Linked DNA regions of Sus scrofa: all the other regions are linked to region 3. Evidence: chromatin contacts called from public HiChIP or PLAC-seq data. All regions are on one chromosome and are shown on one strand. The core of a region is the stretch at or near the end of the contact, and the rest is flanking DNA. Distances in the headings are between cores, read along the strand shown.

Region 1 (4,155 bases), core at 404-2,903, 170 kb after region 3:
CAGGGTTGCCTCCAGCTGCGGGCATAGGTCATAGACGTAGCTCGGATCTGGTGTTCCGGGGCTCTCGCAAGGCTAACACAGAACTGCTCTGAGCTGACGCCTGTGGGAATTCTCCATACGCCTGGGAATCTGGCTCCTGTCATGCATGTGCCCCTCCCTCTGCCAGCCCTGGTGTTTAATGCATCCTCCTCTCTCTGACCTACGACACCTGCAAGAGCTAAATTTGATCGTGTTTAAGTAGGCTCCATGATGGAAGCAATTTTTCCTCCCCTGGCAGACTTCAATGAGGGCCTCTTGAATTCAAAATGCAAATGGCTCACCTCTGACTGATGTGCAGCACAATGCAAGCATGTCTGGTTTCCCTGTCATTGTCAAGGTTGATGGAAACTCCTGTTAAATAGACACACACACTCGCACACACGCAGACCCCAGGGCACTTGGGTCTGCTGATACAATTTCCTGCTGAATCAGCAAACACTGAGTGACCCCCCTCTTCCCATGAGGACATGCTGGGGCAGAGGGTGAGGGCTCAGAGGGAGAGGAGAAGGGGTCTTTGCTGTCCTTTGTGCCTCATCAGCCTCTCAGCAGCCCCCAAGCCCAGACTCATCTCTTCTAGCTGGTCTTCCACATTCTGGCTCTCAAAATACAGTGCAAATCTGGAGTTCCTTTCGTGGTTCAGGGGTTAACAAACCTGACTAGGATCCATGAGAATGTGGGTTCCATCCTTGGCCTTGCTCAGTGGGTTAAGGATCCAGCATTGCCATGAGCTGTGGTTTAGGTCACAGGTGCCGCTTGGATCCAGCATCGCTATCGCTGTGGCATGGGCTGGCAGCTGTAGCTCTGATTTGACCCCTAGCCTGGGGACCTCCATATGCCAAGGGTAGGGCCCTAAAAAAAAAAAAAAAAAAAAAAAAGTGCAAATCTGATTGACTCCTGTCTTCCTACAACCCTTCATGATTCCTGAATAAGAGCATAGGAGAGGCTTTCTGTTTCACAGGGCGTTCAAGGCCTCCTGTAAGGTTCCACCCATCCCTCCCTCCAGCTGCAATGCCAGCTATTCCAGCCTTCAGGCCTTTGACTCGGCAGCAGCTCTGCTGCTGACGACCTTAACTACTGATCCTTCCAAACTTAGTTCAGGAGTGACCCCCCCCCCAGGAAGCCTTCTCAGCTCACCCCCCCAATGAGGCCTAATGCACAAGGCATTCCTGTTCCATGCTCAGTGTGGGGCAGGTGACACTTTGTATGGACACAGCATTTCTCACCAGATGGTCCCCTCAAGGACAGCGCCTGTGTCCCACTCACTTCTGTATCTCTAAAGCCTCATACAGTGTTTGGCATCCAGTAGGAGAACTAGGTTAAAATGAATTCAAGAAACATGCATCTCAGAGTTCCATGGTGGCCTAGACATTAAAGATCTGGTGTTGTCGCTGCTATGGCGAGGGCTCAGTCCTCGGCCTGGGCACTTGAGCGTGCTCAAGGCACGGCCAAAAAAAAAGAGAGAGAGAGACAGAAAAGAAATGTGCATCCTTGCAGACCATGTTAAGCTTCCCTGCCTTATGCTCTTTTAAACGTGGGCTCAGCTCCTGACGTTGGTAAAAGAGCCCATAGATGCTGCAATTTGTAAAAATCTCCCTTGGTGGCAGTAAACTGTCAAGCCAGCAAGCCCCAAACTTCAGAAACTCCCAGAAAAGGGCAAATGTGACGGAAGCTGGTACTCATTACTCACCGCCAGCGTTTGTTTTTCAACCAAATGGGTTCTTGATTAATGGTTTTGTAAAATATTTGGGGAAAATATAAAAACAAATTAATGTGATGTTTTCTGATTCGCAAATCCCTGGAAACCAGCATCGGTAATATATTACCATCAGGCATCTGATGAGCATGTCTCATCTTTGACCCAGGCTTTGGAAACATGGGGAGAAAACCCAACAACCCAATTTGAAGCAATAGTCTCCGTGAAATACACACTGATGTCACTGACCCCAGGAAGGCACACAGGGGACAGTCACCATCTCCTGCCTGAAGGCTGACATGTAATCCAAGAGAGCTGTTTTATTTATTTCCACATGTCCTCTATTCCCTGCCCTCAAATGGCTTTGAAATTGAGGATACTTTGCAAAGGAAAGATAAATTTTCCTACCAAGATTGGACTCAGCTGATGTATAAGTCACTGATGAAGATCTCTTGGGCACAATAGCTACTACGTGTTGACACTGAACGTGCTATAATTTATCCGTATCTCGACGAGGCAAGGACCTCATTGGCATTTTACAGAGGTGGCAGCTGACGCTCATCTTAACTCGCTTTACCAAATGACACGGAAGTGACGGATTTGAACTAAGGACAGCTCTGACTTCGAGGCTCATGCTCTGAGCTACTGCATTCAGGGTCCGAGTCCTCTGCCCCTTCATCCATGAGGTCTCTGATACATAGAATCCTAGCACCCAGCGGTCACCTGACATGGCCATCTTGCTCAACCCACAGCCCTCCTGCTAAAGCAGAAAGCTCATGGGCTCCCAGGGCAGCAGCTTCCAGCTCGGCTGAGCACATGTGAAGTGAGCCTTCCCCAGCTTGAGTTCAACTCTGCTATGACTCCACCATTAGGACTAGTTCTGACCTCTGGGACCTTGCAAGCATCCTGGGAAGTCTGAGGCTTTTGTTTTGTTTTGTTTTGTTTTTGTTTTTTTCCCTTTCTTTTAAGGAAAAGACCCATACGCCACACCCTAGGCATATGGAAGTTCCCAGGCTAGAGGTTGAATTGGAGCTGCAGCTGCTGGCCTATACTACAGCCGTAGCAATGCAGGATCCGAGCTGTGTCTGCGACCTACACCACAGCTCACAGCAATGCCAGATCCTTAACCCACTGAACAAGGTCAGGGATCGAACCTGGTGTCCACATGGAGACCAACTGGGTTCATTTCCGCTGAGCTACTGTCTGAAGACTTTATCCCCTCCCTCAGGCTGTACTGGGACACAGGACTGAGCCCAGAGACTGGAAAAGGAGCCAGGACCAGAGCTGAATTTAGAGAAGGGACTGATCAGGAGTATGTCCATGGCACCCAGCATTGCTTCTAATCCAGGTCTTTCTTGAACCCACATCCAAATTCTCCATCTGCAAGATGGAGCTGAACTTAGACTTTTCCTCCCCTGGGGACTAGAACAGGAATGGCTGTTCTCATAATGGTCATCCAGAGGCACACAGAGTGACAAGGAAGGCCCCTAGTGGGGTGGGACACTACCACACATGTTCAGCGGGGACAGTCACTGGGCCTGGCCCACCCTCAATGCATGCAGGAGTTCCCAATGTGGCTCAGCAGTTATGAACCCGACTAGTATCCATGAGGACATGGGTTCGATCCCTGGCCCCACTCAATGGGTTAAGGATCCGGTGTTGCCGTGAGCTGTGGTGTAGGGTGCAGTCAAGGCTCGGATCTGGCGTTGCTGTGTTTGTGTTACAGACTGGCAGCTCCAGCTCCGATTCGACTCCTAGTCTGAGAACTTCCATATGCTGCAGGTGTGGCCCTAAAAAGACAAGAAGAAGGAGGAGGAGACAGAAGATACATCATGGAAACACTGTGGCCAGACCTAATCAGTGATTCCTAAACAGTACTCCTATCTGACATGGTGAAGCTCCCCTTCTCAGAGGTGATGGTTATGGCTTGACTCTTTCCCTGCTCCTTTCCCTTTTTAATTTTTTTTTTTTTATCTTTTTTATTTTTTGGCTGTGGCGTGCATCAGCTTGACATGGGGTCTCAGTCCACAGATCAGGGATGGAACCCAGGCAGCAGTGGTGAAAGCGCTGGGTCCTAACCACTAGACCACGAGGGAACTCCCTCCTGCTCCTTTCTCCTCTCTTGCTGCTGTGGTTTGCAAAAAAAAAAAAAAAAAGTTTAATACAGGAGACAGCAAATGCTTTCCGCCAAGGGCCAGAGAGGAACTATTTTTAGCCTTTGGGGGCCGTGCAGTCTCTGCCACAACTACTCAGCTCTTCTCGTGTAGCAAGGACGCAGCCAGAGGCACTGGCATCGGTAAATGGATGTGGTGGTGTTCGCTAACACTTTCATTTAGACACAGAAACTTTAACTGTATAAATTCTAATGTCAACAATATTAAATTTTTTTCAGTGATTTAAAAGTGTAAAAATCACTCAGAGCA
Region 2 (4,527 bases), core at 712-3,211, 240 kb after region 3:
CCCTCTCTGCCCTCCAGCGGCTCTGCCATCTGCCCTGCGACAGGGCTGCTGTGCAGAGAATTCTGCAGCCGCCCGTGGGGCAAGGGAGACCAGGAGGAGGGAGAGGAGAGAAGAGGGGCAGGACTCCTGTGTCACCATATCAGGAGAGATGCCCAGCTCGATGTGATTAAATGATTTAGTCCTTCATTTAGATAATTTACAGCCAGGCCTGATTTCTGACTCTTGTGTCAGAGTCGCGCAGGCAAGGTTGTCTCAAGGGTGACCTGGAGAGGCATGTGGCTGTAAGCCTTTGCATTCTCTGGCAATTTTTTGTTGTTGTCTTTTTTTTTAGGGCTGCATCTGCAGCATATGGAAGTTCCCAGGCTAGGGATCAAATCGGAGCTATAGCCGCCAGCCTGCATCTGCGACCTGCACCTTAGTCCACTGAGCAAGGCCAGGATCGAACCTGGGTCCTCATGGATACGAACCAGATTTGTTTCCGCTGAGCCACGATGGGAACTCCTTCCTTCTCTGGCATTTTTTTATGGTTGTGGATGGTGGAGTCAAAGGACCTGAGTTTAGATCCTACCTGGGCCGCTTACTAATTGATTGACCTCAGGCAATTTTCCTAACCTTTTGGAACCTCAGTTAAAGTAATAATGGTGGGGATTGTAGGGGTGCACAGTTGGTCACCCGAAAATATGGCTCTTTGGCATAAGGATTATTTGAGGCTGAAGATTTTGAGACCAAGCTGCGGACATGGAAGCTTTAAAAACCCTTTAAAGTAGAAGTTACCCTTTTGTAAGAGACCTTTACTTGTTCTCAGGGAAATCTCCATTTGTAAAGGTGTCTCCCAGAGGCTCCAGAAAGAGGGAGGGGCTGTGACCTGATCCTGAGAAGCTCTAATCTAGGCGCCGATGACTTAAATTTGCATCACAACCTCACCTTTGTTTACTTGGCTTTTCCTGGTGACCTCCCAGGGCTAATCCCCCAGCTCAGTCTTCCTTTGCTTGAGCTGAAAATGGTTTCAGAGGTGAGGGCCTCTGACACTTCAGAGAGTTACTGGGTTTTCCTGGGTCTTTCCCATGTGTGCATGTTGTTAAATATTTGTTAGCTTTTCTCCTGTTCATCAGTCTTTTTTTTTTTTTTTTTTTTTTGGTCTTTTTAAGGCCACACCCTCAGCATATGGAGGTTCTAAGGCTAGGGGTCTAATCAGAGCTGTAGCCGCCAGCCCATGCCACAGCCACAGCAATGCCAGAATAGAGCCGAGTCTGTGACCTACACCACAGCTCATGGCAACGCCAGATGCTTAACCCACTGAGCAAGGCCAGGGATCGAACCTGCAACTTCATGGTTCCTAGTTGGATTCGTTTCCGCTGTGCTACGACGGGAACTCTGTTCATCAGTCTTATGTTTAATTATTAGACTGGTCAAAGGACCTAGAAAGGAAGAAAGGACAACTTCTCCCCCACTTGGTAGTATTAATAATATTAACAATAATAAAAACCACAACAATCACCACTTCACAGTCAGAGCACGAGTGGGATGTTACTGTGGCCTAGGATTACTAGTCAAATTATTAGAGCTGAAATAACCGAATGCTCACATCATGCTTAGATCAGAGGGTGTTAAATTGCTTCCTTCCCCACTCTCCACGGATGTAAATAATACCCAGGGCAGGCCAGCCTGGTGGATGTGGCCACAGAGGAACTGTAAAGAGGTTTCGCTTTATTTGCAGCCCAGGGGGGGAGCGGCTCCTTGAATGTGTTCCTCCAGCTTTGAGAGCTCTGTGTATCCCGTCTAGGCTTTGGGGAGTGGTATGTACATTAGCATTTTAAACCAGATAGCACTTCATCCACCAAGGTGTTTATATCCCCAGAGGAGGTCTTAAAAGGAGAGGAAACCTTCCCTGTAATCCAACACCTCGCAGTTTCTCTGCAAACCCTTCCTCCTTTGCCCCCGCAGTGCTGTTTCCAGGTTTAGCTCTCCCGGAGCTGAGCACGTGTTCGGGGCGGAACCAGAGGCGTAACTCTGGCCTGGAGCTGGGGACGACCCTGGGGAGACAAAACACCCTCCCTCTCCACCCCTGAAGACGTTCCGGTTGCTCTTTCCTAATGGGGTGACCTTCAATAGATAGTTGTTTCCTAAAGTTGGCTGTGGGACCTGAGCACACATTTCCTCTTAAAATATGAATGCTCCCACGATGCCTTGTCCCTCCAAGTCCTGTTGAGTGTTCAAGGCGCTGTGAAATGGAGCTCATTGATAACTTCCACAATATTGATTGACTTCAGAGCCTTAAAGGACCGTATGGCACCGCGGTGAAACTGGAAACCTCTGTTTCCAGGAAGTCTAGGTCCTTCACCTTTAATGCTTAGCCTGATAATTAAGTATTGCCTATCATTTACTTGCAGAGTTACTGGCAAGAGTCTTACGAGGTTATTCGCCCTGCACTGCTTAAATTTTCAAATGAAAAAGGAGTACCTGAACCTTCAATGCTGGTGCTTAGTTTGTCCTTTCAGTTTACATTTTTAAAAGGTTAAAATGAAATCTGAGCAGTTTTGTTGGGGGTGGCGGGGGTGGGGGGGGGTGAGGAACGACTTAAAGCAAGCCTGTGTTCATGATATAGCCACAAACAGTGAGTTTCCAGATGGTAATTATAACTCTGGTAGCTAACACCTCTGTTATTATGGTTGGTAATCAAATGAGAATTCCAGCTTACCCAAAACTGTTCTTAGTGATTGTCATGGACCAAACCATGTGCAGTGATAATGACCTTGACTGCACAAATCTGTGATACCAGGACAAGATTCTTTTATGCTGGTTTAGCTCAAATAATTTGATTTCTCCCTATTGACATAAATAATGCAAGGATATTTCAGAATCTCCATTTTCGGTGGCTGTGTTGTTTAATGAATACCATTGTCCTTATAACTTGTAACATTTATGCCTCTTAGTTTACATATATATAAAACCATTCTCATGTTAATCATTTCTAAACAATTGCTATAACTAGGCTGCATAAAATAATTTTTAAATGAAACCAGAGTCATATATTTAACTGGAATACACTAGTTTTTCCTACTAAAAACTTCAGGAAAACCCTAGCAAGATAGATTTAAGAACATACGAAGCTAAAAAAAAAAAAAGAACATACGAAGCTAAAATATAATTGCAGAAGAGAGATTAAGGTGGTTTGAGCTGTCCATTCATTGCACAGGGTTCCCCAGTCTCTGTTTCCTTCACGTGTGCTTTGTGGGAGCTTATCGCCCTGGGGTTCTGGCTGCTTCAGGACTGCACCCACTGGGTGGTTCTGCCGCCAGACTCAGCCGATTATAAACACAGGTCTTCATCCCTCTGACCTCACCACACCTTTCATTTACCCGGCTCCAAACTGCAAGACTGCAAGTCTCCCTTGGTGCCTTGATGCCTTCCCCTCCACCCGTATATCTGCTTAGCCAGAAGTTTCTATTGTTTTTTCTTTCTTTTTTTTTTCTTTTGGCTTTTTAGGACCTTACCCAAGGCATATGGAAGTTCCCAGCTTAGGGGTCGAATCGGAGCCGCCGCTGCCAGCCTACACCACAGCCACAGCAACGCGGGATCCAAGCCACATCTGTGACCTAATCCACAGCTCACAGCTACACCGGATCCTTAACCCACTGAGTGAGGCCAGGGATCGAACCCAAGTCCTCATAGGTACTGGACGGATTTGTTACCACTGAACTCCTCTGTTGTTTTTCCTTTTGATAACTTGGCTCCTGAATTACCCTGATTGCCCAATCTCCCTGCCTCCCATCCTTCTCTGGATGCGTCATCCACTGCCCAGAACTGGCTGACATCTGTGCCCTCCTGGGGCAGCCCTTTCTGCCCTAGAATGGGCACTCATTGAATATGTGTGGAGTAGATAAATGAATGAGCTGGTGATAATCGGTTTACAGATTTTAATGTAAGAATCACCTGGGAGGCCTTCTCGGGACCCCATCCTCGGAGATTTTGATACAGTAGATCTGGAGGAAAGCATTTCACACCAGCAAGCCTGGTGCAGAGGGTGAGCGGTCTGTGTTTGAGGAGTCAGTCCTGAGCCATGTACGGTGCTTGAGGACCCCCGAGTGGCTCATGGTCGGCTCATCATCGCTTCCTCCTTAGACTTTGCTGTGCTTCCTCTTTTTTTGCCTGGAGCAGTGACTGTTCATGGTACAACTTGCAGTTCTTCCATCCATTTAAATTCTGTTAATGTTACATTAGGAGTTTTCAAATTTTATTTTGAAGTAGACATAAATATAAAATATAGCTTTATAAATATTTATTATAAATATTTTATAAATGTAAGGATGCAGGTTCAATCCCTGGCCTCACTCAGTGGCTTAAGGATCTGGCCTTGCCATGAGCTATGGTATAGGTTGCAGATGTGGCTCGGATCCTGTGTTGTTGTGGCTGTGGTGTAGGCCGGCAGCTGTCGCTCCAATTCAACCCCTAGCCTGGGAACCTCCATGTGCCAGGGATGCAGCCCTGAGAAGACCAAAAAAAAAAAAAAAAAAAAAAAGAAGAAGA
Region 3 (4,353 bases), core at 1,694-4,193:
GGGGGATTATTGAGAGGGTCAGCCAGGGTGGTTACCCGGCTTTCTCTTGGTCCCACTCTGTCCCTCCCAGGGTGTGGATGCAGCCAGTTCTCTGTCCACAGCTGCCATCCGTTTTACAGCAGGACCAGTAGAGCTATAAGGAGCAGTATGATGTCTGGGGCAAAACTCTTCAGATCAGCTTTGTAATAAAGCAGCAGCCTGCCTCTGGGGCTTACTGCAAATCCAGCCGTCCTACTTTAACCAGCTATTCTTGCTAACTAGGTGCTAAGCTCAGTGGACTCCGGGTTGTTAAAAGAATGCACTTGCTGTCAACATATCAACTTACTGTTTTTTGGGTTTTTTTTTTAAGATTCCAGCTCTTTTAAAAATGTTTAAAATATCCATGCTAACTTCCATTCCCTGGGGCCAGAGTCCTATTGGTTGGCCCATCCTTTTTAAGAAGAGGCTGGCTCGGGGCTCTTTGATGAAGGAAAGAAGGCTGGGCCAGGGCCAAGGGCAGGCAGAGATGCCCAGGATTTACAGGACAAGGAGCCCTCTCCTTGGTGCAGGGGCGTTGTCTCTGTCTCCAAGCCTCTGCCAGGGGTTTCTGCTACCCGACCCCTCCCGCAGAGTGTGTGCTGGGTCTGCTGGGGACGGGGCTGCAGTGCACCAAGGCTACTTCCCTCCTCTGCCTTCCTATTCCTGACACCAGCCTGGCATCCAGACCTGACTTCTGCTTGCCCTCTGAGCTGATGGTGGAGGGTGGGCTCAGTCTCTTTTCTGAAGAAGTCCTCCAAGCTGCCCCCTTTCTGACCAGATCACACAGACGCCAAGTAACAACAGAGGTGGAGGGCGACCCAGGGGGGCCGAGACAGAGCCTCAAGTTAGTTCCACTTAAGCTCAGGAATCACAACAGCAAGAAAAGAAATGAGATTCAAGGGGCCAAACAGCAACTGCCAACACACCACTGGCCTTCTGAGGGCTCCAGCCTCCCAAGGCAGGTCAGGGACCTCCTCCCAAGGCTTGCACTCCATTGTCAGTTCCTGGAGCCTGTGTGTCTGCTTCCTTTTCCCCCATCAGTGGGAGGAGAAAGCAAACCTTGCTTCCCTCTGCTCAGCCCCCACAATTTAGGGGCGCATCCTCTGTGTCTAAGCAGGGAGATCTCCATCTTTACAGGGCCGTTTCCATAGTCCTTTTTGTTTTGTTTGTTTGTTTATTTGTTTGCTTTTTAGGGCCACACCTGCAGCATATGGAAGTTCCCATGCTGGGGTCAAATCGGAGCTGCAGCTGCCAGCCTCCACCACAGCCACAGCAACGCCAGATCCTCAACCCACTGAGCGAGGCCAGGGATGGAACCCACATCCATCCTCATGGATACTAGTCGGGTTCATGGAGCCGTAACAGAAACTCGCTCCATAGTAATGTTTACATCTGACATTTTTACATGTTTTGCTGGAATTCTGTGATGGAGGCCACCGCCGTTCTAGAACAGCCACAACGGTGCTAACACGCCTCTGACCACAGCCCATACACTGAGGACCAAGGAGACCCTGATGGACAGCGCATTCAGCAAAAAACAGGCCACCCCAAGGTGGGGCCCCTGCTCCTGCACAGGGCATGTCTGTCCACACGCCCTGGTCACCGCCTCGCTGCTTTTCTTCCTCTCCGCGAGCAAATGTGGGGCGCAGTTGGAGACACACAGAGGGAGAGAAGGAGAGACAAAGTGGGGGGTGGAGGGAGAGGGGAAACAGGAGGAGGCACAGACCTTACACCCCCCACCCCCCCAGTCCCTGCCTAGGTCCTCCCACTCTGACCTGGTTATTTTGGCGGAGGGAACATGTCCCAGCTTCCCAGGATAACCACCCAGGCCGCCCCAGTGTCTCCGAGCCGAGTAGAACTGACCCCTCGTGGGGTTTGGATCCCCGGCCACATGCCTGGCCCGATGCCCTGGATCCTCTGGGCTGAATGTTCTTTCCACTCCCCGGACAGCCTTCCCCAGTCGGCGTCTTAGCCAGCTGCGTGCTCTGCTAGCAGTGGGGACACAAGGTGAAGGTTCAGAAGTTTCAGATTCTTTGAAAAGTGATTCCACATGTGTGAGAGAAAAGAGCAGAAGCAAGTCACCTGGACTGCATCTTTGTCAAGAATGCCCTGATCTCAGGGAGGGGATGGGGGGGGGGCACCCACAGGGCCCATGGATGCCTTTTTTTCCCTTTTTTTTTTTGCCTTTTTAGGGCCGCACCCACAGCATATGGAGGTTCCAAGGCTAGGGGTCGAATCAGATCTGCAGCTGCCAGCCTACACCACAGCCACAGCAACACCAGTTCCGAGCTGCATCTGCGACCTACATCACAGCTTATGGCAGCGCTGGATCCGTAACCCACTGAGCGAGGCCAGGGATTGAACCTGCGTCCTCATGGATGCTAGTCGGGTTCATTAACCGCTGAGCCATGAAGGGAACTCGCACATGGGTGCTTTTACAGTGACTGGGAAGTGGCTGTGATTAGATTAGACAGCGGCTGTGCCCCAGAGCCAGCCCTTAAGGAGGGAGGAGGGAGGCTGTGGTACCTGGATGTACCAGCACCTTCCCACTGCCTTGGAATCAAATGCTGGGCTTCTCAAATATCATTCTTGAGGCAGACGGTTTCCAAAGTGTGCACAGCCAGCAGACTGGTATTGCCCTCCGGTGTAACCCCACGGCTGCTGGACTGTGGTTAAATACAGTTCACAGCACATAAGCAGGTATTCGGCTGGGTTTGCATTTATGCCGTGATGTCGCTATAGCCCCAGCCGCCTGATCCAGGCTCTGAAGAAAGGACATTTGCCGGCACCCATGTCACTTCCCTTTTTGTCAGCAGATATTATGAGCTGGCCCGGGGTCACTCCTTTGCTGCTGCTCTAGAGCCAGCCTCACTGGCACGGCCTCACATCCTTTCTCATGAGAGCACAAGTGAATCGCTTGGTGACTCATCGTTGATGATGCATCATTATTATTATGACACAGTCACTGTAGGGCAGATTCACATCCCTCACTCTTAACCAGGGGCAGGCTCCGAAGTGACTTGCACAGCTTTTTATTCATGTAAATTGACGGGTAAAACGCATTTCAAACCACCGTTGGAGGACTCTTTTGTTATCCACTTATTGTACCGAATTCTTTAAGGTGAACACAACGGGACTTAAAAGTCATATTTTGATTTTTCCTTTTTATTATCCAGATGTTTCAGTGTAGTTGAGACACAGAAAAGACATAAAATAAGAGATGATTTACTCAGAGGTTTTATAGCAGAAGAAATAAACATAGCTATTGCGGTCATGTTCACAGCGGCGCATTTGCCGTGGTGGCAGAAGACCCGGAGGCAGCCTTTTGCAAGCACTCCTCCAAAAGCTCCTTTGTCCTCAGAAGCTGATTTTCTCTGTGTGGCCTGTGAGCAGTGAGCCTGCTTTGGGGGTCAAGTGAGTGACCCTGAGGATTTGTTATGTCCTGACTTCTCTCCTGAGTCCATCTCCATGTCACACTTTTCAGAAGGACGAGATGTGACTGCAGCATCTGCACAGCCGGGAAGGCACAGTTTTGTGGTCCCTAATTTTTCACAGACAAATCCTGCTACGTTTTCCACAGCCCCTAGAAAACTCTGGCTCCAGAGCCCAGCCATCCTCTCTTATACCCTCTGCTCAGGTGGGCTGACCTGGTCCCAGCTGGGACCAGTTGCCCTGTGCCTCACCTCCCCATCTGCCTGCTGCATGAGGACCGGGCACAGACCTGAGCTGTCCTTACGGAAACCACGGGGACCAACTATCTGTGTAGTTGGCCCGGGACTTTCCCAGGTTTAACACTGAGGTCCTCTACCTCACGAATCCCTCAGTCGGGGAAAATCAGGACGATTGGTCACCCTAAATGCCCCAAAGATCATGCAGGCTGAGGAGGAACCGCTGACTAATAAATGGCGTCTCGCAGGAGCCAGATTATCACACTCATATCAATTTGAGCTGAAAGGCATTTTAAAGATAACTGTACATCTCACACCCACTTGAGGTTTTGCTCAAGGCTTGCATAAATCCATTGGAATTTTGAAAATGCGATTTCTTTTTCTTCACATGCAACTGTTGACAGCCCAGGGTATTATTAAGCCTCGTGTCCACAGCAGAGTCGCTCTTACCCATGATGAACACTGGGTGGCAGTGTGGTTCTGCGGCTCCGCAAAGGCACAGTGCTCCCCGAGCAGACTCTTTGGTGCTTATCTCCCAGGTGTCATTTTCAGGAAAGGTGAGGCGGTGGCTTAGTAACTAAGCAGAAAACTGATGACTTGACTTCATTTAGAAATTCATGTGTTCAGCCCACATCTTCCCACAACACAGACAATTGTGCAGCTGCTG

What was found. HiChIP or PLAC-seq counts read pairs in DNA pulled down with a chosen protein or histone mark.
Region 1: a contact with region 3 is called in an H3K27ac HiChIP or PLAC-seq map of alveolar macrophages. The contact joins two enhancer-like sites. A contact is called at or near these places in 2 of 47 Hi-C or Micro-C datasets (embryonic fibroblasts and liver) and 1 of 2 datasets of contacts at active chromatin or transcription factors (alveolar macrophages).
Region 2: an H3K27ac HiChIP or PLAC-seq map of alveolar macrophages shows a contact between it and region 3. The contact joins two enhancer-like sites. A contact is called at or near these places in 1 of 47 Hi-C or Micro-C datasets (alveolar macrophages) and 1 of 2 datasets of contacts at active chromatin or transcription factors (alveolar macrophages).

Annotation. Positions count from the first base shown.
Region 1 is chr7:49,474,393-49,478,547 of Sscrofa11.1, forward strand. No RefSeq gene overlaps it. Among named protein-coding and RNA genes, the nearest start is that of ABHD17C, 64 kb to the right of the region's middle. Within about 2 kb of position 1,654, at least 3 of the 83 cell types and tissues checked have an H3K27ac peak or open chromatin away from gene starts, as enhancers often do. A contact at or near this core is called in alveolar macrophages, where this site is marked.
Region 2 is chr7:49,549,735-49,554,261 of Sscrofa11.1, forward strand. All of the region lies in intron 1 of ABHD17C (protein ABHD17C), which reads left to right. Among named protein-coding and RNA genes, the nearest start is that of ABHD17C, 11 kb to the left of the region's middle. Within about 2 kb of position 1,962, at least 22 of the 83 cell types and tissues checked have an H3K27ac peak or open chromatin away from gene starts, as enhancers often do. A contact at or near this core is called in alveolar macrophages, where this site is marked.
Region 3 is chr7:49,305,793-49,310,145 of Sscrofa11.1, forward strand. All of the region lies in intron 2 of ARNT2 (aryl hydrocarbon receptor nuclear translocator 2), which reads left to right. Among named protein-coding and RNA genes, the nearest start is that of ARNT2, 49 kb to the left of the region's middle. Within about 2 kb of position 2,944, at least 19 of the 83 cell types and tissues checked have an H3K27ac peak or open chromatin away from gene starts, as enhancers often do. A contact at or near this core is called in alveolar macrophages, where this site is marked.